Regions from separate parts of the Zea mays genome. Here region 2 is linked to region 1. Evidence: chromatin contacts called from public Hi-C data. All regions are on one chromosome and are shown on one strand. The core of a region is the stretch at or near the end of the contact, and the rest is flanking DNA. Distances in the headings are between cores, read along the strand shown. Region 1 overlaps LOC103630315 (probable transmembrane GTPase FZO-like, chloroplastic). Region 2 overlaps LOC100286085 (CPL3).

What was found. Hi-C and Micro-C count contacts between places; a contact is called where the count stands out from the background.
Region 2: a contact with region 1 is called in a Hi-C map of root tip, with 2.6 times the contacts expected there. The contact joins two enhancer-like sites. A contact is called at or near these places in 4 of 25 Hi-C or Micro-C datasets (ear, leaf, root tip and 1 more).

The regions. Positions count from the first base shown.
Region 1 is chr6:154,822,784-154,830,047 of Zm-B73-REFERENCE-NAM-5.0, forward strand. LOC103630315 (probable transmembrane GTPase FZO-like, chloroplastic) reads left to right here. Exons shown (of 11, transcript XM_008651377.3): 8 at 511-678; 9 at 1,730-1,960. Among protein-coding and RNA genes, the nearest start is that of LOC103630315, 29 kb to the left of the region's middle. Within about 2 kb of position 3,303, at least 1 of the 20 cell types and tissues checked has an H3K27ac peak or open chromatin away from gene starts, as enhancers often do. A contact at or near this core is called in root tip, where this site is marked.
Region 2 is chr6:154,993,782-155,001,211 of Zm-B73-REFERENCE-NAM-5.0, forward strand. LOC100286085 (CPL3) reads left to right here. Exons shown (of 8, transcript NM_001370741.1): 5 at 807-1,096; 6 at 1,492-1,680; 7 at 1,804-1,842; 8 at 2,047-2,619. The coding sequence ends at 2,538. It overlaps LOC103630318, which reads right to left. Exons shown (of 3, transcript XM_008651382.3): 2 at 7,077-7,203; 3 at 6,062-6,976. The coding sequence ends at 6,500. Among protein-coding and RNA genes, the nearest start is that of LOC103630318, 6.9 kb to the right of the region's middle. Within about 2 kb of position 3,645, at least 12 of the 20 cell types and tissues checked have an H3K27ac peak or open chromatin away from gene starts, as enhancers often do. A contact at or near this core is called in root tip, where this site is marked.

The DNA.
Region 1 (7,264 bases), core at 2,053-4,552:
AGTAATGATTGATGAGTAATATGGCCATCATACCGTCTCGCCATAATACTTGTGCCAGGCCCAAATGGACTTATATTCGGGATTGTTGGGAGTACTTAATATTTCTGGCCTCAACATGTATAATTAACAGTTAGTGCCCACACCCACACTATACTTTCCAGGGGCACATGAGAATAATTTTGGTCATTTTCGACGTGCCTTTTCCATTCACTTCTGGCCTTTTAAGACAGTGTCCAGCAGTTTAACCATATGGTTACCCAAAACACTGTTTTGCACTGTTTTATGTTGTAGACTGCACAGTTCATAGAGTGGGGTTTGAATATGGGGATGAGGATGAGTAAGGTGCTGGAGATAGTCTAAATGTACATATGGTTAGGTATACACTCTTCAACTTCTCATAAATGCATCTATTGCTGGCCTAGTATTGGTATTTTGTGGAAGTCCTTTGAGTGCAATATGCTTAATACTCCTAGATTGAGATATTAGTAACATACATCTTCCTTCTTGCAGATTGAGAGAGCAAAAGGTCGAGCAGTTACACTCATGGAATCTACACTTCAGCTGTCAAATATTGACCTTATTTTTGCATACACGATCAAAGGAAAAACAGGCAGTTCCATGAGAGCCACATCATTTGTTCAGAATGATATTCTGAGTCCAACCCTTGATGATGCTGTGGTATGTTTGGCATTGAACTTTCTCCTAGTTTTATCATATTCTGATCCACATATGCTCGCAAGCATATAATTCACACCTGAATGCTAAATGTGCAGCAATCTACACATATAAATCGTTGTACTATGCGATCATAATTCTCCCAGAACAGCTTTATTTTTCCGTAACTTCGAGTATTGCATTATGGTATCACCAACTATACACAGTATAACTATTTTAGACAAACTGTTATTGGAAGTGATCCCAAGTTAATCGTATTGACTCGTAATTGCATTGATTCAACAAATCTTTCTTTATCAAAACTTTTGGTGCTGATTTTATTGATTAATTCTTCAATTAGCTGGTTACCTCCCACAATATCATATGCTTTACAAGGATCATCATCTGGGCAGTCTGCAGACCCCCCCCCCTAGTCTTTTAGATGTTCCTTTAATAGAACTGGGGTTTTTGAGTGTATGTAGTAAGCAATCACATGGATGGCCACCTTGTATCAGATCTGAACCGTTTGAGCAATTCATATTAATTCACTTTAGCCATTCGCAGCATGGTTAATATTTTTTATAGCTATCATAATGAGTACTCATTTTTGATATATTATTATGTCATTTTTTTGTGCACATTCTGTTCTAAAGTAAATTTCATGGAACTATACATGGTTTATATCATCAGAAAGCTATACTTTTTCTGAACTCATTTTGAATAGCTTTGCCTATATGTCACAAAACTACACTTTTTTGTAACATAGTGTGGGTATCAACTGGACCCCCCCACACATGAGATATACAGGTGGTGTTCATTAATCATCCAAACAGATGATAGACATGGAACTGAGATGTCAATTGATGTCCAAATTAACGGAATTAGTGAAAGGGTGTAGTTTTGTGACAATAAGTGCAAAGATGTGTGGTTCTTTGCAGTTGGCTAAAGCATGGGTAATTTTGTGATAATAGGGACCACATAAGTATAGTTATCTGAAATTTGCTCGATATTCTAGCTATTTTCTTTACGATGCTTATGTATGCATTTTATCAGAAAAAATCCTTTCTTTTGCTAGAATTTACTAGGTGACTACTCGACATGGTTGAGTTCTAGCAATACCCGCGAAGCAAATGTATATTTGGAGTGTTTCTGTGAAAGATGGGATGCACTGGTTGCTCCGGAAGAAAGGGCTCTGTTAGATCCAAATGGGCTTGTTAATGAAGGGGAGAAACTCACCATAAAGGCACTGGAAGGCTTCAATGCCAGTGCTGCCGCCAAAGATTTTGAAGAGGAAATTCGAGAATTGGTATGCCCTATTAATGGCCTTGATTTCCTCATGTCAATTGATACGTTTCAAAAAATCTATGCTTTGACACCCCTAAAAAGTATTGTTCTAATTACAAGTAATACAACACACCTTTAGGGTAACTGTGGAAATTCCATTATAGATACTAAATGGTAAATGGCTTGATAATAGGCTAAGAAAAGCCCTAGTGAAATCTGCATTTTTATGCTTGTCAGTCTGTTACATGATTATTTATTAGGTGGTCAAGCTTCCTGCTGATAGCTTTCTAGATGATGAACTACTTGTGCCTTGAAGGACCGGACTTAGTAGAATCCACTGCATGGTCCACCTTTTGTAATTTGACCTTATGTGGAACATTTGAATATACACCTTTAGGATTTGTCTGGCAAACTTATTCCCTGTGGATCGGAGTGTTGGAGTGGACTGGGATGGATTGACGGGGAAATTAGTTCATTTCACTCTTCATTCCACATGTTGGAAGAGACTGGAAACGATAAATGGAAATAAATTAGTTCGTGGTTGTGAAATGTGTAGGAATGTGAGATCGGGGGTCGCGGTTGGAGTTTTTGACTTTAGGAAGGCGTTGTGGTGGCTTAGGTATCGAGGGGCGGCGTAGAGACCGGGGGTCGGGGTTGGAATTTTCGACTTCGGGAAGGCGTCATGGTGACTTGGGTATAGAGGGACTGCGCGGCATGGAGCAAGGGAGAGAGAACATGTAGGGAAATCCCTTGAGGTCAGGCAAGATGTTTGCCTTCATCTGGTTATAGGGTCCTATATTTATAGGCTCTATAGGACTTGGTTCCCAAGTAAACTACATGAGAGATTTGGGCGATTTGGGATCTCTTTCCTAACAAACTAATTCCATTTCTCTAAATGAGTATTGTTTACGTCGGGTGTAGTTTGAGCCTAACACATGCGTCGCCCATTTTCCGGCGCGCATCGGAGATATCGGTTATAACATCTCTTCCCACCTCTTCAAAACTCGTCCTCGAGCTGGACATTCAAGTAGCGATCCTTGAAGTCGTGTAGTGGTTCCCAAATAACGTCATTGGTGGCCAGGCCTTGTCACTGTACAAGCACATGCCAGACGCCACGACATAACTAGGTATGCAACACGCGCTCTAGAGCAGGCAACAACCAACCATCCTAGACTGGTGCCACTTGTGGTGTGGTCATTGGAGGGTCCCCACAGAGCAGCTTGAGCAGCCCTACGTGGAACATGTCATGGATATGGATGCCTGTTAGAAGTTGAGGGTGGTAGGCCTAGGCCACCTGCTCAATACGCTCCAATAGCTGAAAGGGCTTTTGCATAGCGAGGCCCAATGTTGCCCTTGGACCTGGGCTCCAGCGAGTGCGTCGGGCAATGGAGAAGGGAGAGTCACACCTAATTGCCACCTTGAACTCGAGTTCATGATGTTGGTTGTCGTAGTACCGCTTGGCGTACTGCTGAGCCTAGAGGATACACTGACGAACCTCACCGAGGAATGCATTGCAGTCCTGCAGGAGGGAGTCCACCGCTTTCGTTTGAGCTGCCCGTGTTGTGTGGTAATAGAGGTGATTGGGGCCAGTCGTACACCACCTGGAAAGGAGTGGCTTGGAGTGATGTGTGGAATGAGGTATTGTAGCAATATTTTGCCCACAGAAGGTCGTTGACCCAAGCACACGGTTGGTCTCCCGTGGCACAACAAAGGTACATTGTTATCACCTTGTTGATGACCTCTAACTGGCCATTCATCTGGGGGTCGAATACTGTGCTCAGGCGGATTTTGATGCCGACCATCTTGAAGAGGTTGTGCCACATGTGACTAGTGAAGACCAGATCACAATCATTGATGATGGAGGTGGGGAAGTCGTGTAGACAATGTCCTTGAAGAAGGCATGTGCGATCGATGCCGTCGAGTATGGGTGATTGTGGGCAATGAAGTGCACATATTTGGAGAAGCGGTTGATGACAGTAAGGGTGACAGACTTCCTGTGGACCTTGGGAAGGCCCTCGATGAAGTCCAAGATGCCCATTCATACCTAGGACAACACATCGAGTGGCTAAATGGAACTAACTTGGTGCAGGGTTGGCGTCTTGTTGCGCTGACACGTGACACATGCACGGATGAAGTCATAGACGAGTACTAAGTCGCCTGAGATATAGAAAACCTCATGTAGGCGCTGAAGGGTCTTATGGATTCCTTTGTGGGCATTAGAATGGGCCAGATCACCTAGTGGCGCAAATCGTGCTCACCAGCACAAATATGTGCTTACGTTTTTTTTTCTCAAACACGTAGGAGATTTGCGTATCATTTAATTAATAGAACAAGAAACAGAGAATCACAAGAAAGAGCCGCACTCACACCATACACACCACCACCCAACTCAAATGCGCCAGGGACTGGGAACAAAAACGACCACAAGCCACACAACACACTAGAACACTACAACTCTTTAGCCTCCTGCATATAAGGTGAAAGCAAACGCAGCCCCTTGGTGCCAGCCATGTTCCAGCTCCAAATCTCATTCCCAGCCATGATCAATTTCAAAGAGAGGCTTGGGCTCTTTTTGTTGAACACAACCATTTCTATGCTTCCAAATAACCCAAGCTCCAAGAATTACTAAATAATTGAAACCTTTTTGGAGAGGGTTTTTCACCACATCGAGGAAGGAAGTCTCAACAGGTTGGCAAGCTGCACCAGCCCAAACTGCTGAAGGAGGAAGAACCAAAATTGCCAAGCGGAGGAGGCATAAATTGTGATCGGGCAGATTCCTCCTAGCCAACCGGTCCGTGGTCCAACATCAATTATGGGAGACCAACCATGTGAAGAAGGAGCATTTGGGGGGAGCCCATGTTTTCCAAAAGCGTTCCCAGGCGTCAAAGAGCATCGATCCATGAACTGAGGCTTCATAGGCTGATTTTGAAGAGTAATGGCCCGGGCAACTCAACTTCCAATAATGCTTATCCTGCACATCATGCTGGAGATGGACCTCCGAAAGAAGCTCTCAAAGAGAGAGACATTCAAGAATAACATCCCAATTCACCAATCCACGAATATCCAACAGCCACGAAGCATTGGTCAAGGACTCAACCACCATTCTTTTATTAGCAGCCTGCAGCCCTCTTAGGAACCATTTCAGAGATGAGAGAAAGTTATCTGTAGTGGACTACACCAGAACAAGAGGTGTCCTAGGGGCCAATGCCATAGGTGCCATGGGGGTTGATGCTTGAGGCACCTCAGGGCATGACTTGGGGATCGATGCCCAAGGTTCTCTGGGGGCCGATGCAAGAGGAGCCCCTGAGGCTGATGTACCGGGTGCTCGAGGGCCGCAGCAAGAGGTGCCTCGGGGATCAGGGCAAGGGAGGTGTACAACAGCTGCCGAGGTGCCTCAGGCCCTATGTGCGGAACACCATCTTTTCCACATTCTCTAGATGCATCAGGACCTGTTGATAGCCAGAGCACAAATCCAACTTGGTTAAGAGTCTAGCGCTGTAAAGCCCATCCAAGAGCTCACCCACCACCGTAATTAAGAACTTGTCCTTGGATGTTTTGTCGTTCAGCAACATATAGTTGATGTAGAAGCACTAGGACCTGCCCACCTTTTTCACAAGTAGCACTGACGTCGAGAATGTGGAAGTACTAGGGCAGACCATACCCTGTTCCAGCATGGCGGCACACTGGCTAGCAACAAGTGTATCCGATGGCCGTAGGAGCGCGCTCGGGGAATTTTGTGTGGCTCGTCAAAAATTGTCCCGTACTGCTAGAGGCGGTCTAGTAGGGGACCATGGGCCATGGAGGGTCTACGGACAATGCCCAAAGAGTCGGCTCTAGGATGTCGTCGCGAGGGGAGCCCACCCCCTTCCAGAAGGTGCGTCGATCACCCGATCGGAAGGATGGATAAAGATCCTCAAAATCCCACAAGACATGGCCAAGGGTATGGGCATAGTCGACGCCTAGGACAAGGTCAAAATTTTTGAGGTCAATGACGAAACAACTAACCAGATTGTCTTCCATGTCGATGCACATGGCCATGTTGCGAGCCACGCCGATGCAGGCTACACGGTCGTCATTGGTCACTGTGACCCACAGGTTGCAGTCGTCTATCACCAGCCCGATGCGGTACATAACCCTGACGTTGATGAAGTTGTGGGTCCATCCACCGTTGAAGAGGGCGAGGAGCTTATGGTCGTCGGTGTAGACGGAGAGGTGCATGATCTTTATTTGAATACCAGCGATGGCTTGGTCGAAGACGACTAGGGAGTCGAATGGCTCTGTTGCAATAACCACGCCGTCGGCAACATTGTCGTCCAAGAAGTCAGTTGCCTTGAGGTAGAACATTTGTTGGTATTGATGGCCTTGCATATAGGGCTCATCATAGTTGAAGCACATCCCCTAACTGTGATGTTCTAGCATCTTAGCTGGCGATAGGCAGCAAAGCGGCCATTGCGACGGGCCCGCTGGAGGGCATGAAGTGCGGCCACATCTGCTCCTCGTGCGGTATCTCTTGTGATCAGGGCACGAGGCGGCTCGAGCAGTGCAGACAACATCCTTGGCTGGCGTTGTGCGCATGTCTGAGGCTGGCAAGGTCGCCTTTGCACAACACTCGTATGCCTGGGCCAAATGCATGGTCGTATGTTGGTCGTGGGGGACGCGTAGTTGGTTGTCCACGCGGATGTGTTTCAGAGGCCCCATATGAACAAGTCGACCTTCTAAATCCAACCGAGGTGTGTAACAAACAAGGGTGTTGAAACGCTACTGATAGTCTTGTACCATGGAGGTGAAAGGGAGCCGCACCAATTCAGAGAGGCGGTTAGTACGGATAGTTGGGTCAAACCGCAGGTTGCAAAGCTCCATGAAGCGCCCCTAGGGAGGCATGTCCTCATCTTGTTTGAGGGTGTAGTACAACGGCTGCGCTGCGCCACATAGATGGTACAATACCAGCTAGACATGATCAAATGCTCACAATGAGGGGCAAGTGTAGGAGAGCCTTCAAGCCATCATAGGAGGTGAACTCGAGCTTGATGTATCGGGGAATGTCGAACCAGGTGGCCGTGTCGAGGGCTATTGGTGATGGTGTCAGAGCAAGGGACCGCAGGAACACTGGGGCTAGCGACGCCAAAAAGTTGGGTAGCAGTGATGGGGATGGTGGAAAACTGATGAGATGGGGATGGTGGAAAACTGATGAGGTGGATGGGAACAGACAGCGTGGTGGTGGGGGGAGGGTGGTAGATGTTGTGGTGGGGGGGGGTATGACGGTGGTGGTTGAGTAAGACGAAAGCGCCATCATGTCGTACTCCGCCATCCCATAGGGAAAGCCCTA
Region 2 (7,430 bases), core at 2,395-4,894, 170 kb after region 1:
CTTGCCGGTGAGACCCTTGATCAATTTGGTGAGGTCGGCGATCGTGGGTTCGGCCATGGCGCTGGGGTGGTGTGCGACAGAGGTGGGAGGTGACGGTGGGTTGGCGGTGTTGATGGCTGCTGGGTGGTTGGTTGCGGCGGAAGTAGCGGATGAACTGGAAGAGTCGGATCGACATGACCGTGAATCCGTGATACCAGGTTGTCAAGGGCCTTAGACCCTTAGTGTCTAGGGAAGGGGGCCCTCGGCTACGTAGATCGTACCCTCGGTCCGTCTTCTCCGGTGAGGTTTTACCCCTCTTCCGAAGGCTTGAGAGTGGTAGGGATGAGGGAGGAGATAACTGTGTTATTGCTTATCCTCTCACAGATGCCGGCTACAAGGCTTTATAGCCTGAGTTGCAACAGGAAGGGAAACTAATCTCCTATAGTTTAGGATCTCCACTAAAGGGAAGCTAATCTCTATAATTTAGGATTTCTACTAATCTCTTCCCTCTTCTAGCCGGCCTTCCTTCTCCAGAGGTGGCGGCTGCATGCTCTGTGGATTCCTTCCTTCTTCTAGCCACTAATTTTCTGGCTTTCCTTTTCTAGCGCCGGCGTGGCCCTGGCTGCTGCTCGCTCTGCAGCGCGCCTCACGTCCCTCGCGCGCCTCCGACGGTTATAGGGAAGACCCCACATGACACACACACACACACACACACACAAATGATTATGTTTTTGTAGCTGTCTATGTTTCATGTCTTTTGACACTGTTGTTGCTTATCCATGAGTGTATATAACATAGCTAGTGAAGCCCTTATTTTCTAAATGCAGATGATCCAAATAGAAGCATCTTCGCACTAGATTTAATGCCGATGCTCACAAAGTTGAGACCATTTGTCCGAGAATTTCTGAAAGAAGCAAGCAATATGTTTGAGATGTATATATACACGATGGGTGACAAAGCCTATGCAATTGAAATTGCAAAGCTTCTTGACCCTAGTAACATATATTTTCCTTCAAAAGTGATTTCAAACTCAGATTGCACTCAGCGACATCAGAAAGGTCTTGATGTGATTCTTGGAGCTGAAAGTGTTGCAGTGATTCTTGATGACACTGAGTATGTAAGTGTTATTGTTAAATAACTATTTTCAGAAGTATGTGTGGTTTCTATTCAGTAGAGCAGGCTGATTCGGAGCAATTTTATTGTATGCAACCAAAAGTCACATTATTTGACATGAATTCAGTGGCCAAACTAGGTCTTAATGTCTCATTATAGAATACTCCGGTCATTTGTAAGTGTTTCTGGTCAGTAACTGCTATTTGTTTCCTGTTTGCTTCCAACATATAGATTTAAAAGTAGAAACATCTATCCACAATTATCAAAGCATAATGATTATCCTCAATGTGTAGAAGCTGGTAGGACCCTGTTATTCGTGCTTAGAGTGATCAAGATTTCTCTTTTTATTGTCATTTGTCATTTATGGCTGGCCGCCCTGAAAATGGAACTTTGTTTCAGGTATGGCAGAAGCATAAAGAGAACCTGATTCTGATGGAGAGATATCATTTCTTTGCTTCAAGCTGCCGCCAATTTGGTTTTGGTGTTAGGTCTTTGTCAGAATCGTTGCAAGATGAAAGGGAGAGTGATGGTGCTTTGGCTACCGTTTTAGATGTCTTGAAGCGCATACACGCTACTTTCTTTGACATGGTTGGTTTCTTCAGTTCAACGTTTCATCACATTTTATTGTCTATTCCTCACAGTAGATTGGACTCTTGTAAGAACAGAAGTTTTTCATTTCTAACCATCTGTCCTTGTACCTCTCTTATGTAGGCTGCTGAAACTGATCTTTCTTCACGGGATATAAGACAGGTAGGCTTTGTATATAACCTTCACGCTGCCTTTTATGCTTTAAGAATCATTTATGTTTTTCTTAAGAGTAGATGAGTTGCGTTTACCAGCTTTAAAATAACTGAACTATAGCTTGCTTAATACATCTTTTATGTGGTGTGGCTTACAGATTTCATTTGCAATTGCCTGTTTCTTGTGTTTGTAATTTGTATGCCCCCTATACAGGTGATCAAGACGTTACGGAAGGAAATACTGCAAGGATGCAAAATAGTCTTCAGTCGGGTGTTCCCAAACAATACACGCCCACAGGAGCAGATGGTCTGGAAGATGGCCGAGTATCTGGGTGCCGTTTGCGTTAAAGATGTGGATCCCAGTGTCACCCATGTTGTAACTGTGGATCTGGGAACAGAGAAGGCCCGCTGGGGTCTTAACAACAAGAAGTTCTTGGTCCACCCACGCTGGATTGAAGCAGCAAATTTCCGGTGGCATAGGCAACCGGAGGAAGATTTTCCTGTCACTGCCCCTAAGGAAAAGAGCAAAGAGAAAGATAGTGATAATGATGTGGCTGGCAAGAAGGAAACGAGCGAGGATAAAGAGAATACTGCAGCTGGCATGAAGGAAACGAGGAACGATGAAGGAAATGTAACCGGTAAAGACAAAGCTGATGCCAAAGAAAACGTTGTGACCACATCTGCTACGTGTCCTGCAGACTCGTAGTCTGTGTTGGGCTCCAAAGGTATCTGACACATTGTGTAGGCGTGCAGGTTTGGTATGGGAGATGAAAATTCAGCTTTTCTTATCCGTTCGTGCAGGCTTTAGATCTGTCCATAAAAAAAAGACGTTACATCTGCTCCATTGCAAATTTTGCTGCTGACCTGAAGCTGATTGGGCCTCCGGCCATATAACTTACGCTACGATGAAACTATAGGAGTTGAAGCAAACTGATGTCTTTATGGGACAATTTTTGGTGAATCCGTGCGACTATGTGCGCAGATGTACTTAAGTTTGTGCCTGCTTCGGTAGGTACTGCCCCCTGATGTAAGCATTCGTGATCGCTAGTGGAACTACGTTATTCTAGTTGAAAAAAAATGTTCCACACATTAATTCTTGCACTGGAAAAGGCATAGGCAAGGTCGCTATGATGTTGCCATACATTGAGTACGAAGTGATATGTTTTCCGGCGGAGCTGTAGGGGTTTTCGTTATAGTGATGAATTGATGATGACAAAAATAAATTCCGTCATTTCTTTTATCGTCGAAGAAGCAGGAAATAATCTCATCTGCTTTCTCGTCATTTTCGTTTGATTGTGACGTCAAACCTGCATTATCCGGAACTCTTTTCATGGCCTGACGTCCCATAGTTTAGCCTACGCTCGTTGTACGGACTAGATAATTTTGCCTCCATTAGAGAGCATGGACAAATCTATGGAAGTTCCATAAAAAACGGTCCAGACGTCCAACTATGCAGGGGTTTGAATTGTTTGGGCACTCGGATGGGCAGGTGCAGATAAAACTGAGGGCTTAAACCATAGCAGTAACACGATATTGGTTCAGTTTCAGTCTCAGTGGTTCCATTTTCTACCGATGGACACCCGGTCTGTACTGTAATCTCCCACACCACAGATCAGGTCACTTGGGTAGCAAACCCCCAGCAAGACGGACGGCGACACAGCTCTGGTCCCCGATTGACAGACGATGAGACGGGAGATTAGGAAAACAAAACGGTCAAAAACTAACAGAAACCATGTAGTACACAACGGCGGTCCAAATCCGAGTCGTCCTCCGCAGCGGCCTTCCTTGGACAGGAAAGGTCAAAATAAATGCACATGGGTGATGGGTTGGGATATCCGGTACTTGTGCTGGTGCCCTCCATCGGTGCTGGTGCCCTCCAACGGGCTCCGGCTAAAGCTATAGTACATTTGGGTAGGTTTATGGGATAGTCATAAACATAAAAAATATAATCTGACATGACACGAGTCGAAATTATATTAGTATTAGGCAGATCCGACCCAATGTCTTGGGCTGTGCTTAGGTCACGATCTATGGACGGACACGACCGATTGAAGGCAGCAGTTAAGAAATGATCCATATAGAAGCATCAAAAGACTTATGTCTCTAATGTATTAAATCACCAGTTTCTCTAGTTCCATAGTCTCCACCGTCGTTGTGCTTGCCATATTTAAATAGTAAAAATGCTAAAATTATGAATAAATGGGAGATTCGAACCATGGTTGTTGGCTCTAAACCTACATTTCACATTCACCTAGCCAAGAGAACATATATGTCATTGTGTTTTATATTCTATACTTAAGCATAAATGAAAATCGTAACAACGTACGGATACTTTGCTAGTATTCATTAAAGCCACACTTCCATGTACTTAAATGAAGAACACAGAGCTAGAGTTGGTGCCAGTTAGATGTTTCTATTTACAACTTTGAATTAGACGATGCGATGCAATTTTACTTTATTATGAACATTGGATAATGAACTGAACTTATGAACTCTATCTAGAGCTGGTTGTACTCTTTTTTCCTTTTAACTAAAGGTTTTTTTAATGAGGTATCATTGCACAACTCCAATAAAAATTGTTTGTCTTGTCTTTTACTATTTTATCTATTTTGATTTTATGGGCTCTAATGTAAATTTCGGCTCGTCCAAAATAAGCCTGACACGTTCAAGTAACAATGTGTCGTGTCAATTGTCGTGAGCTGAGGGCTAAGCCTATGAGTCGGCCCGATACGGTGCGTAATAATTACGAGCCGGATTAAGTTCATATCAGAAGGGAAGAATTTAGTAAGATCACAAAAATTGATCCTCCATAGTGCTATTAGTGTCTTCCTTTTTAGTGTTTGATTTTAGAGGGAAAGAATTTGAATGACCAAAAGCAAGCCCAAATCCATAACAAATACCAAAACCATAAGATCAATTTTTTCCATAAATGCCTTCAAGTAGTATCAAGCATACAAAAACATATTGTTGTGGATGAGTTTTATTTGGGTAGGAAGAGATTGTAAAGAGAGAAAATGTAAATAGGGAGAACGTAACACTTAGAAATGGTCCAACAAAGGGAAGAAGTGAATTATGAAGTTAGAGAGAGGTTTAAGTTTATAATACCACATAATGGAGATATTTAGCAAGGGTAAGATAGTTTTCATCTAATTTTTTAAGTGGTGTCTTTTAGTACCATTTGAATCTTGCCATTGCATTTGAATCCAAACAAGTAGACTTATTTTATATTTTTGTATTTATTATTTGCTTATTTTAGTTGTGTTGTCATTAATCATCAAAAGGGGTTATGAGAAAAATAGACAAAGGCGTATTGATAGTCAATTTTTTGATGTTTGACGATCAAAATAACCATTTGAACTAATATTATTTGCTAGTGTCTTTGGTTATAGTTGAAATGATCCAAAGTAGACTTAGATAAGGCAAATATGTGATCCGGATGGTCAACATTTCAAGCAAGCCATTGAAAGACCTAAGAACATGCAAATGTTTAAGACACAAGATGAACGTAAAGATCACAAAGAAACATAGAGAAGAAAGGTCTCAGAAGACGTTAGGTCGAGGTGTCGGTCCATCCTAAGGGAGCATTGAACCATACAACCATAGCCGTCAGTGAACAGAAGTGATGGACTAAGGCATCATAAAGGGCATCGTACCATACGATCACACAGTTCATGCTCACAGACAGAAGCATCAGACAAATTATGTTTAGGGGGTTATCGGACCATCAGAGATAGAATCAGATGGTCACAAGAGAAGTTATAGAGAAGGAAATAGGGAGTCAGGCTGATTTGATGGTAGCGTCGGACTATATGCCATAGTGCATGTCTCCAACTGTCGACAATAGTGCTACCATTGTAGCCATTGGGAGATGTCGGACCTTAACATAATGGCCCAATAGTGTACCCGACAGATGGTTTGACGGTATGCAGAGTTAACTGTTGAGAATGCGACAACTATATGTCTTCTTAGCGGCTATAAATAAGATCCTATTTGATTATTTGAGATGTATGAGAGCTGAGAAACTTTAGTTAACTGTTGATGATGCAACAACTATATGCCTTCTTAGGGGCTATAAATAATATCCTAATTAATTATTTGAGATGTATGGGAGCTGATAACCTTTGCAGGTGAGTTGAGGTTGTACTCCTTCCGTATTTTTTTTTATTTGTAGCATTTTAGTTCAAAAATAAACTATCGGACGATAAATATCTGAGAACAGAGATAATAGATTCTAATCAAATCAAGATTTTTTTGCTCAAACTTACAAATTTTCATTATATCAATGCTTTCTGCAACGAGCACAAAACAAAATATTCCTCTGAGAGTTTGTATCAGTTTAAATGGTACAACAAATTGCCCAAGTGTGGATCTTTACTATTGGCAACCAAAAAATCTTGCAAAACAGTAGCTGGCCAGGGCGAAGCTCTTCTCCGTGACTCGTATCTGACAGGCCGTCCTTTCTTTCAGCAGGACAGCTGGACCGAGCAGATCCCAAGTAACCTTGTCACTAATGGTACACCAATATACAACAGCAGAGGAATAAACAGCTACAGAATGAACAAAATAAATGAAATTACAAAAACACCAGAAAACACAAAACTATGCCTTTTCTACTCTGTCCTCATGGCCACAAGGATAAGCTTGCACTTCAACTACACATAACACCTTTAAACCAACTCCATCAGAAGTGGGTCTCCTATGGACATTAGCCGAATCACCTTTATGAAATCAATCTCATTCATAACTTTCACAGGGAAAACAGCAGGTGCTTGAGCTGTATAAATAGACGAGAACGTCGCATTAGCTGGCAACTGTGGCCTGAACACTGTTCCAGCCAGAGCATCAGAGTCAAAATTTTGAGTCGAGTCCATTGCCAAGAAGAACATTGGGACCGCAATCTTGTGATGCAAATCCAAATTGCCGACAAGACCCACAAGGTCACCAAAGTCCTCAACAAACCGCCGGGGCACGTAGAATAGTTCACTACCACAGAATATAATTTTATCTTCGCCCATGCTCTCCTTGTAGTTTGTTTGGAAATGAACTGGGGAACTGCCAATGACCTGCTTGACCATATCACCTTGCTTTACAAACCATTCCTCTTTATTCGTCTCCAATGGAACAGTAACCCAAGAATGTGCAATCTGCAGCATCGGAAAGTACAGTGTGAATTTACAGTATAATTTGCACTTGCACTGATTAATAAAAATAGCTGGGGAAACAGAAAACAGACAATATACAGACCTTATTTGTAATCCAAAGTTTTTCCTTGTCAGCTTGCATCAGGTTCCAGTAGTTAAGAACCATGTGGTCTTGGAGGAACACAAATCCATCAGCACCACTGTATCTTTCAAAAACCTTGGGCAAATACCTGATGAAATGTAAAAGGAGTTCAAGTATGACCAGCAAAGATGGTAGTATTGTGCCATCCAGAAAACAGAAATCGAAGGAACATAGAACTGATTCCTTATATGTCGCTGTACAGTGTATAGTTCCTTTATATCCCTTATTGTGCCATGTAGATTTAGCCCACAAGTCAATAAGGTGATGATGATGAAGTTTTGGCAAGTTATATAAGTGATACTATTGAGTTAATCA